Regions from separate parts of the Sus scrofa genome. Here region 2 is linked to region 1. Evidence: chromatin contacts called from public HiChIP or PLAC-seq data. All regions are on one chromosome and are shown on one strand. Each heading gives the region's core, a stretch centred on a gene start, on an enhancer-like site or on the middle of the called end of the contact. The rest is flanking DNA. Distances are from core to core; before and after follow the strand shown. Region 1 overlaps LOC110260973 (a long non-coding RNA gene). Region 2 has its middle 65 kb from the start of MIR190A.

Region 1 (4,381 bases), core at 401-2,900:
AGTGAAAGTCATTCCCCCTGAAGGTAAAGTCAGTAGTTACTTATAAGGCGGCAAATGCGGGACCTTTTTCAAAATATTTCCTTTGCTCTTCTTGAAATTCCTGTGTTGATAATTTGTTCCTTTCACTTTTCCTTCCCCACTTGTCTCGCTTTATTTTTATATTTTTAACCTTATTGTGTCTTTTAATTTGCTCCAGGACTTGTCCCCTATTAAAGGGGTTTTTAAGTATCAAAGAGGAGGCAGGAAGGTTTGGTTTTGTTTAGGATAGGAATCCAGGGGTACTTTTACCACCAGAGACAGCCCTAAGTAGTTCATTTTTCCTGAGTGGAATTTTTTTTTAATTGAAGTATAGTTTATTTACAATGTTGTGTTGGTTTTTGGTGTCCTGTGAAATGATTCCGATATATATATATATACATATACATATACATATACATATGGTATATTGCATATATATTATATATATTCTTCTCATATTCTTTTCTGTTATGGTTTATTACAGGATATTGAGTATAGTTCCCTGTGCTATATAGTAGAACCTTGTTGTTTATTTTATATTTAGTAGTTTGTATCTGCTAATCCCAAACTCCTAATCTATACCCCCCACCACCATTGTCTTACTTTATAATAGCAGAGCCATAGGAAAGGCTTACAGTAACCAAAATAAAACGTTCCCTTTATTGCTTTTTTGCCTTGGGAATTTTATAAACCAGGCAAACTATTGCTTGTGGGCCATATTCAAGCCACTGCCTGTTTTTGTGCAGCCTAAGAGCTAAAAATGTCTTTTAATTTTTTTTTAATGGTTGGAAAAAACTCAAAAGAAAAATAATAGTTTATAACATATGAAAATTATATAGAAGTCTTGGTGCAGTGGAAACAAATCTGACTAGTACCCATGAGGTGGTGGGTTCGATCCCTGGCCTCACCCATTGGGTTAAGGATCTGGCGTTGCTGTGAGCTATGCTGTAGGTTGCAGATGTGGCTTGGATCCCAAGCTGCTGTGGCTGTGGTGTAGGCCTACAACTGTAGCTCCAATTCGACCCCTAGCCTGGGAACCTGCATATGCCATGAGTGCAGCCCTAAAAAGCAAAAAAAAAAAAAAAAAAAAAAAAATTATGTAAAATTCTAACACCAGTGTTTATAAATAAAGGTCTACTGAAACGCAGCCACATCCATTCAAGTGTTGTCTATAGCTCTTTGTGCTCTAACAATGGAGTGGAATGGCCATGACAGAGACTCTAGTTCCACAAAGCCTAAAATATTTACTGTTTAGTTCCTGTACAGAAAGTTTGTTGACTCCCTACTCTCAAGGGAGACTGTTTGTTCTCCTACACTGATCCTATCAGCTTGTTCCAGTATTTTTGCCAAAATTACTAGATATAATCTAATTCGAGTAAGGAAGTGACACTCATTTTAGAAGTCACAAAGATTCCAAGAAAGTTATGTGTACGTAGAGATCTTAAGAAAATCATGGTTTAACTATTTTGTATATTGTATTTAGTTATTTAGGTTTAGAGAAATGCAAATATTCTCTCTGTGAGGTTTGGAGCCGGCTTTGTCTGAAGCAGGCACTCCTTACCCGAGAGTCACAGCCTCTTTATCTCTTTTCACTGCTCCTCATTCTTGGGGCCCAGGCCATCAGCCCTGGTTCTCCCCTCCCCCCATACTTAGTCTCAGTCTCAGCTCACTGGATGTAGACAGCTTGAATTATGCTCCTAGCCAGAAAGAGATTTTTCTCAGGGCTGGAGGAGGAAGTGATTTACTCTAGGTATTCCCAGCAATATGCCTGGGTATCATCTGTCTGCAGCTAAAGGGTTTCCATTCTGCAAGGAGTAGGGGCAGGCAGGAATAGGTAAGGACAGAATTCCAGAACTGGTATTTCTCCCATTGTCCCCTAGCCCACCCTCAAGTTTATCAATAAGTGTGAGGTTGTCGTTTTGGCCCCCATGTCCCCACATGGACTCTCCACAAACTTACGGTTTTGCAGCTTGTCGGCTTAAAGGAATGTGAACTTGGGCCCAGTTGGCAGCACGGTGATTTTCAAGTTAGACATCCCCTCCCAGTTGGGAGAGTTGATGAAGGCTGATCCCAGTCTGAAAATTGTGATTTCCCCTGGCTGTCTCCTATTCTTAGTTTCCCTGGACTTGCCGTAGGGATTTTGTTGGTCTCAACAGCAGGAGTCTTGGAGCTCCATTTTTCCTTCTCACCTTAGTGCCCTAATTCATAGGCTGTGAGCCACATGGGAACCTTCTAGCCATGCTTTGGATTGCTGGTGAGCAATTTAAAAGTTCCTCCAGGAGTTCCCGTTGTGGCTCATCAGGTTAAGAACTCACAGTGTCCATGAGGATGCAGGCTCAATCTCTGGCCTTGTTCAGTGGGTTAAGGATGCCGTGTCACCACAGCTGCAGCGTAGGTCACAGATGCGGCTTGGATCCAGTGTTGCCCTGGCTGTGGTATAGGTCACAGCTACAGCTCTGATTTGACCTTCAGTCCAGGAACCTCCATATGTACAAGGGTTTTAAGGTGTTCTGTCAGGAACCAGGGGCAGAGACAAGTATATATATTTATTTTTATTTCATAAAGAGAGAACTAATTTTACAGATATGGAACTGAAGACCAGATGGTTGAAACAATTTGCCCAAGATCCTGTAGCTAAGGGGCAGCAGGGTTCACATTAAAATCTAGGGTCCCTGGCCTCTTACCCAGGGCATTTCCCATTACACCACACCGTCTTCCCTTAGCTAGTCCAGGTGGGGCGGCAGGCAGAACCACGAAGGCAGACTATTAATGGATGGAACTAAGTCATTAAAAAGAAGTGAGAGGAACTACTATATGCCAGAGGAAGCACCATCTTTGATGCAGCTATCAATATTTCTTTATATTACAGAAAGTATGAGAAAACAGCTTCAAGACACATATCCTAGACTCTGCTTTCAGACTGCCAACCCTAAGCTGCCACTGGTTCCTTGGACTTAGCTTAGGTTCTCTTATTTAGTACTCGCAATAACCACATGAACAGGTACTATTATTCCCAGGTTTTATTTATTTATTTATTTATTTATTTATTTATTTATTTATTTATTTATGTATGTCTTTTCTAGGGCCACACACGCAGCATACAGAGGTTCTGAGGCTAGTGATCTAATTGGAGCTATAGCTGCCAGCCTACGTCAGAGCCACAGCAACACAGGATCCCAGCTTCGTCTGCAACCTACACCACAGCTCACGGCAACACCAGATCCTTAACCCACTGAGCGAGGCCAGGGATCAAACTCGCAACCTCATGGTTCCTAGTCGGATTTGTTAACCACTGAGCCACGATAGGAGCTCCATATTCCCAGTTTTAAAAATAAAATTTTGTGAAGTATAGTTGACTTATAAGGTTGTGTTAGTTTCAGGTGAACAGCAAAGTAAATTGGTTATACATATGTCCATTCCTTTTCAGATTCTTTTCCCATATATGTTTTTACACAGTATTGAGTAGATTACCTTGTGCCATACAGTAGGTCCTTGTTACTGATGTGTTTTATATACAGTAGTGTGTATATGTCAGTTCCGTCCACCTAATTTATCTGTCCTCCCCCCACATTTCCCTTTTGGTAACCATAAATTCGGTTTCAAAATCTTTGTCTTTTTCTGTTTTATAAGTTCTTTGGTATTATTTTTTATTAGGTTCTACATATTAGTGATCTCATAAGTTATTTGTCTTGTTCTGTATGACTTCATTTAGAGTATGTATGTACCACATCTTCTTTATCCATCTGTTGATAGACATTTTGGTTGCTTCCATGTCTTGGCTATTGTAGATACTGCTGCGATAAACATTGGGGTGCATATATCTTTTTCTAATTATGGTTTTCTCCAGATATGTGTCTAGTAGTATATTATCCTCATTTTACTTGAAAACAAAATTGGGGTTCAGAGCTGGGAAGTGGTAGAGCTGGGGTTCAGAGCTGGGAAGTGGAACATGGAGCTGGCTGTGTGCAAAATTCAAGTGCTTTTTTATCATTTTCTGCAGCTTCCCTGCTGAGAATGCTAATGAGCTTCAGGGAGGGGGGAGTCTCCCAGCAGTTGTGACTAGTTTGAGGATGGGCCAGGCAAGGCTCCAAGTCCTTCTGATGGACTGCTCATCTGTCCTTCAAGGAACCCTGGGTTGAGCTATAACTGGGGTAAAAGTCCAGGGAAGAAGACAAACTTCCCCCAGCCAGAGAAACCTGAGCCCCTTTCCCCTAGGATATGGTCCATGGCTTTACATCTCTGATGCTTTGGGCACAGCACTGTGTCCATGCCCACTGACTTGATGGGAGGTAAAAAACTGATGTGATCCTAAACCGGGGCTAAGTTTTATGTCATCTTTCTTTATTAGGAAGAATATCAACAA
Region 2 (4,686 bases), core at 1,617-4,116, 190 kb before region 1:
GAGTGAGAGGGAGTTCCTGTCGTGGCTCAGTGGTTATCGAATCTGACTAGCATTCGTGAGGATGTGGGTTCAATCCCTGGCCTTGCTCAGTGGGTTAAGGATCCAGCGTTGCTATGAGCTGTTGTGTAGGTCACAGATGTGGCTCAGATTTGGTGTTGCTGTGGCTGTGGTGTAGGCTGGCAGCTACAGCTGCAATTGGACCCTTAGTCTGGGAACTTCAATATGCTGTGGGTGTGGCCCTAAAAAACAAAAAAAACAAAAAAAAAAGAGTGAGAGACCCTGAAAATTGCCTGGGATTGAATTATCTGAGGACCTGGTAGGTGGGGGTCTGAGTATGATTTAATTTGATGTAGAAAATCCATGAAATGTGTCATGGAACACATTCCTAAGTGTCGTGGAACAATTTCTATCAGTTACGCTAATAATGACCAAATCCCAAAGGGAATTTTTCTAACATATTTGGTAAAACAGGTCGTTTTTTAAAAAAAAAAATCCTTTGGAAATGGTTGATCAATAATTGACAGGATATAACTATTCCAAGCCCTTGTTCTGGTAAAAAAAAAAATCCTCTATCCTGAGAATTTAAATTCCAAATTACCTCCAGATGAGGCTTTCAAAATATTCTCTGATTAAATCCACACTAAATGGAGTTTCTGTGGGAACCTTTGCTGACTCAGAGGGACGACCTGTGAGTTTTTGGAAGTCCCGGGATCTGGACTGGGCTAGAAATGCAACTTGGGGCCAAGGAACCCATGACTCAGCCTTGGGGCCCCCGGGCCCTGGACGCTTGCCCAGAGCTGAACGTTCAGCTGAAAGGGCCTTGGGAGGAGAGCACTGGGAAACTCAGCAATCTCAGGACCCTTTCTCACCCATATTAGACCAAAGTGGCAGAACTGCCCGGGGGGCCGCTGCTGGGCAGTGGGTGGGGCCTGGAGGTTGGGAGCATCCAGAGAGTGTGTCCGCGCATCTGTGTGCCTGTGTTTCTCTGAGTCTGCATGTTTGTCTGTGTGTGTGTCCGTCCGTCCTTGACAGGGAGATGTGGTCAGGAATGCACTTGATTCTAGCCTGGGAACCTCCATATGCCACAGGTGCGGCCCTAGAAAAGACAAAAGGCAAACAAAAGCAAAAAACCCCCAATGGCAGTAGCAACAAAAGCAGGCAATAGCATCTGGATGATCACAAAACGCAAGGTAAGCTTGGCCTAGCAGCAGGGCACATGGCATTCGTATTGCTGCCAAACGTCTGGAGGTGTGTCAAAACCAAGGGGTGGGGGTGAGCCCCCGCTGATTGACCTGGAAGAGGGAGGGGACAGATGTCAGGGATCCTTAACCTTGAGGCAGAAAGTCTGTGGTTGATCTGAATGGCTGTCTCTAGCCTCTACCTCCTCTGTTCTCAGAGCATTAATGGGACACACCAAGTGCTGGACATTGACAAAGATAGGACAAGTGTCACCCAAAATAAGAGCTGGAAGCCAATACTGGGAGGGAAGGCAAAGGAAGGGGGGCAGCCTGGCACCAGATGCCGGAGTGTGACTGCTCTTTGTCCCCATCACCTGTCAGCTGGGAATTTTGCGCATCATGAGTGCAGTGGAGTATGACCAGCCCAGAGTCAGGACGCTGTAATAGACCACTTCTGTCAACGCCAGTGTGTCTCAAGGGGGAGGCATTTCTAATGGTTTCATTGCCTTGACTAACAAAAAAGATTCTTAAACATCGTAAAAAAAGAGTATATTAAAACACTGAAGAAAAATCATGAAAGTAATTAGAGTGGTATGGATTTTTTAAGATGTGTATATGAATATACATAATACATAATAAATTTTTTATCATGGAAGCTTTCAGACACAAAAGTGGCACGAATACCATGGTGACTGGACCCATGATCAGCCATCAACAGCTGGAATAGTGTGTGCATGAGAGTTCCAATGAAAGCCACATGGCTTTTAACATTTTCCCATGTGTTAATGAGCTCCAGTGACTCCATAATGCAGTTGTGTTAAACTGATATCCAAGCCCTTGAAATTACTCTCCATCTCATTCCCCACCTGCCTTGAGCACCTCTCTGAATAAGTAAGAAAGAGATCAGTTGATTAACTTATCACAAATCATTCAGGAAGCTTAACTAGGGCCTGAAACAGGAGGTGCTCCCAAGAGTTGAGAAGATAATCATTATAGCAGAACCAGAGCTAATGTTTATTGAGCAGTTACTATGTGCCAGCTTCTCTTCCAGCGGCTCTACATGTGTCAGTTCACTGAACTCTCATACCAGGCCTGTAACGTATATCCTATCTTCATCCCTGTTTTGTTTTGTTTTATTTTATTTATTTATTTATTTGGTTTTTAGGGCTGCACCCGCAGCATAAGGAGGTTCCCAGGCTAGGGGTCGAATCGGAGCTACAGCTGCCAGCCTGTGCCAGAGCCACAGCAATGTGGGATCCAAGCCACAGCTGCGACCTACACCACAGCTCATGGCAACGCCAGATCCCTAACCCACTGAATGAGGCCAGGGATAGAACCTGCGTCTTCACGGATACTAGTCAGATTTGTTTCCGCTGAGCCAAGATGGGAAATCCCATTCCTGTTTTCAAATGGGAACATTTGACACAAAGAAGTTAAGCCACCTGCTCAGCTTCATACAATTACTTAGAGGCAGAGTAAGGATTTAGACCCAAGCTTCCTGACTCCAGAGCCTGCCATCTTAACCAAACAAAGCCTGACACAGACAAAATGATTTCTTCGGGGAGAGATGAGGATAGAGAGGAGAGTAGCTGGTATGGAACACTGCTGTGGGCCCAGGCACTGGGCTAAATGTTCCCCTGTAACATCCTAACAACCCCGACCACAGAGCCGTGGACCTCAGTGGGAGATGACATCAGCGTTCTTCCTGAATGAGAAGGCGTCCTGGCTTCCTCACAGCCAGGCCTTGGGCGGGATTCTGTATATTTAAAAAATAAATACCTTATGTGTAAAAAATATTTGTAGGAAAAAAGTCAGGGAAAATTCCTCCACGTATTAACAAGTGCTGGTCCTCACCCACAGTGGAAGAGAGTTGGGGGAGGGGGTGATAGGGATTTTCCTTTTCTTTTTATTCATCCCAATTTGAATTATTAATTTAATAATAGTGTGAATTATTTTTGTTACAGAGAGTACAGGAAGGGAGAGGGGGGCAAAAATCCAAGAAGGAAAAGTGATAGTCTGGCCTTCAGCCCCTTGGGGCTGGGATGGGGACGTGGGCAGCAGGTGGAGAGGTTGGAAGCCTGGGGCAGTGTGAGATGGGCAGCCAGGACCTGGGCTGTGTCTCAGGTTAGGGCTCAGCTGGACTTAAAGGTCATGACTCATGGGGCTCCCACCCTGTCCTGGCAGGATGTAGTGGCACTGCGAGGCCGTAGCAAGTCAGCTTGTGTAAAAATACACAGAGCCGCTGGGCTCTGGTTTCTGGAGGGGCAAAGAAAAGCAGCCACATTCTGACACCTCCGGGCCCACACTCATCTGGTGGATCCTCCAGAGCTGGGGCTGTTTGTTCTTGAACACTGCATCTTTGGGATTAAAAATAACCCTCTTTTTGGCTCAGCTGCTCTCTCCCTGCCTGGGGGCAGAGATGGGCGAAATGATCCCAGATGTAGGCGTTTTCAGCCTGGATAGAACTCTACCCACTGTATTCCCCTGGCCAGCAAGCCACCCTCCACCATGAGCCTTTGATTGTAAAAAGGGTGGCAGGGAGCAAGGAATTTGCAGTGTCTACCAGGCAGGAAAGTTACAGAACCTCACTGGAATAGCCATGCTGATGCCACTAGTATAGCAATGGAGTGCTCTTAAGAGAATGTGCTAGGCCCTTTATCAACTATTTCTTTACCAACTATTAAGCACCATAAAAAAATGTGAGTTCTGCTGCAGCATGATGTGGGATTTGAGAGTGCCACAAGTCTCAGTTTACCCCCTCAAAATCTACCATTAGAATTGTTAACAATTCTACCATTAGAATTGTTCCTTTCATACTGAAAAGTTGTGCCTCCAAGGTGCCTAAATCTTATACCTGGGAGGGTAGATGCTGGTGATTAAAAGTAAGACTTTCTTAGGTTGGTAAACACTGTTTGTTTCTTTTTTTTAATGGCTACACCCATGATATATGGCAGTTCCCAAATCAGGGATTGAATCTGAGCTGCAGCTATGAGCAACACCACAGCTGCAGCAACACTGGATCCTTTAGCCCACTGTGGCACAGGGGAACTCTGGCAAAGATTGTTTCAATTTAGAAACTTACACATACAGGGGTTCACTTCCATCCTGATCCTCATCCACTGCTAAGGATCCAAAGGTGGGTATAATTCATCTCCTTTATAGAAAAGAAGAGCCTCAGAGAGATGAAGGCAGTTGAGGGGGCTTGGCTGGAATTAGAACCCATGGCTCCTCAGTCATGGCCAATCAATAACCCTATTATCTCCTTTGCTCCTGGGGACCCAAAGGAGAGAGGGTGAGAGGGAGAGTGATCTTGAGGAGAGAACACAGCTCAGGAGACCCCCAGGAGGGCTGAGGGGAAGAGGGGCTGAGAGGCAAAGCCATATCTCACGCCTTCACAACCTGACTTGCGGTCACCTCTCTTCACAGGCGATAAAAGGAAGGGTGCTGGAGCTGCCTGTTCTACAAATGGGGTGACAAAAAGGATTTACCTGGACTTCCACCTGCACCT

Evidence for each region. HiChIP or PLAC-seq counts read pairs in DNA pulled down with a chosen protein or histone mark.
Region 2: a contact with region 1 is called in an H3K27ac HiChIP or PLAC-seq map of skeletal muscle. The contact joins two enhancer-like sites. A contact is called at or near these places in 3 of 47 Hi-C or Micro-C datasets (embryonic fibroblasts, fetal heart ventricle and skeletal muscle) and 1 of 2 datasets of contacts at active chromatin or transcription factors (skeletal muscle).

What each region holds. Positions count from the first base shown.
Region 1 is chr1:108,971,705-108,976,085 of Sscrofa11.1, reverse strand. All of the region lies in intron 3 of LOC110260973 (a long non-coding RNA gene), which reads left to right. Among named protein-coding and RNA genes, the nearest start is that of TPM1, 42 kb to the left of the region's middle. Within about 2 kb of position 1,650, at least 13 of the 83 cell types and tissues checked have an H3K27ac peak or open chromatin away from gene starts, as enhancers often do. A contact at or near this core is called in skeletal muscle, where this site is marked.
Region 2 is chr1:109,157,786-109,162,471 of Sscrofa11.1, reverse strand. No RefSeq gene overlaps it. Among named protein-coding and RNA genes, the nearest start is that of MIR190A, 65 kb to the left of the region's middle. Within about 2 kb of position 2,866, at least 13 of the 83 cell types and tissues checked have an H3K27ac peak or open chromatin away from gene starts, as enhancers often do. A contact at or near this core is called in skeletal muscle, where this site is marked.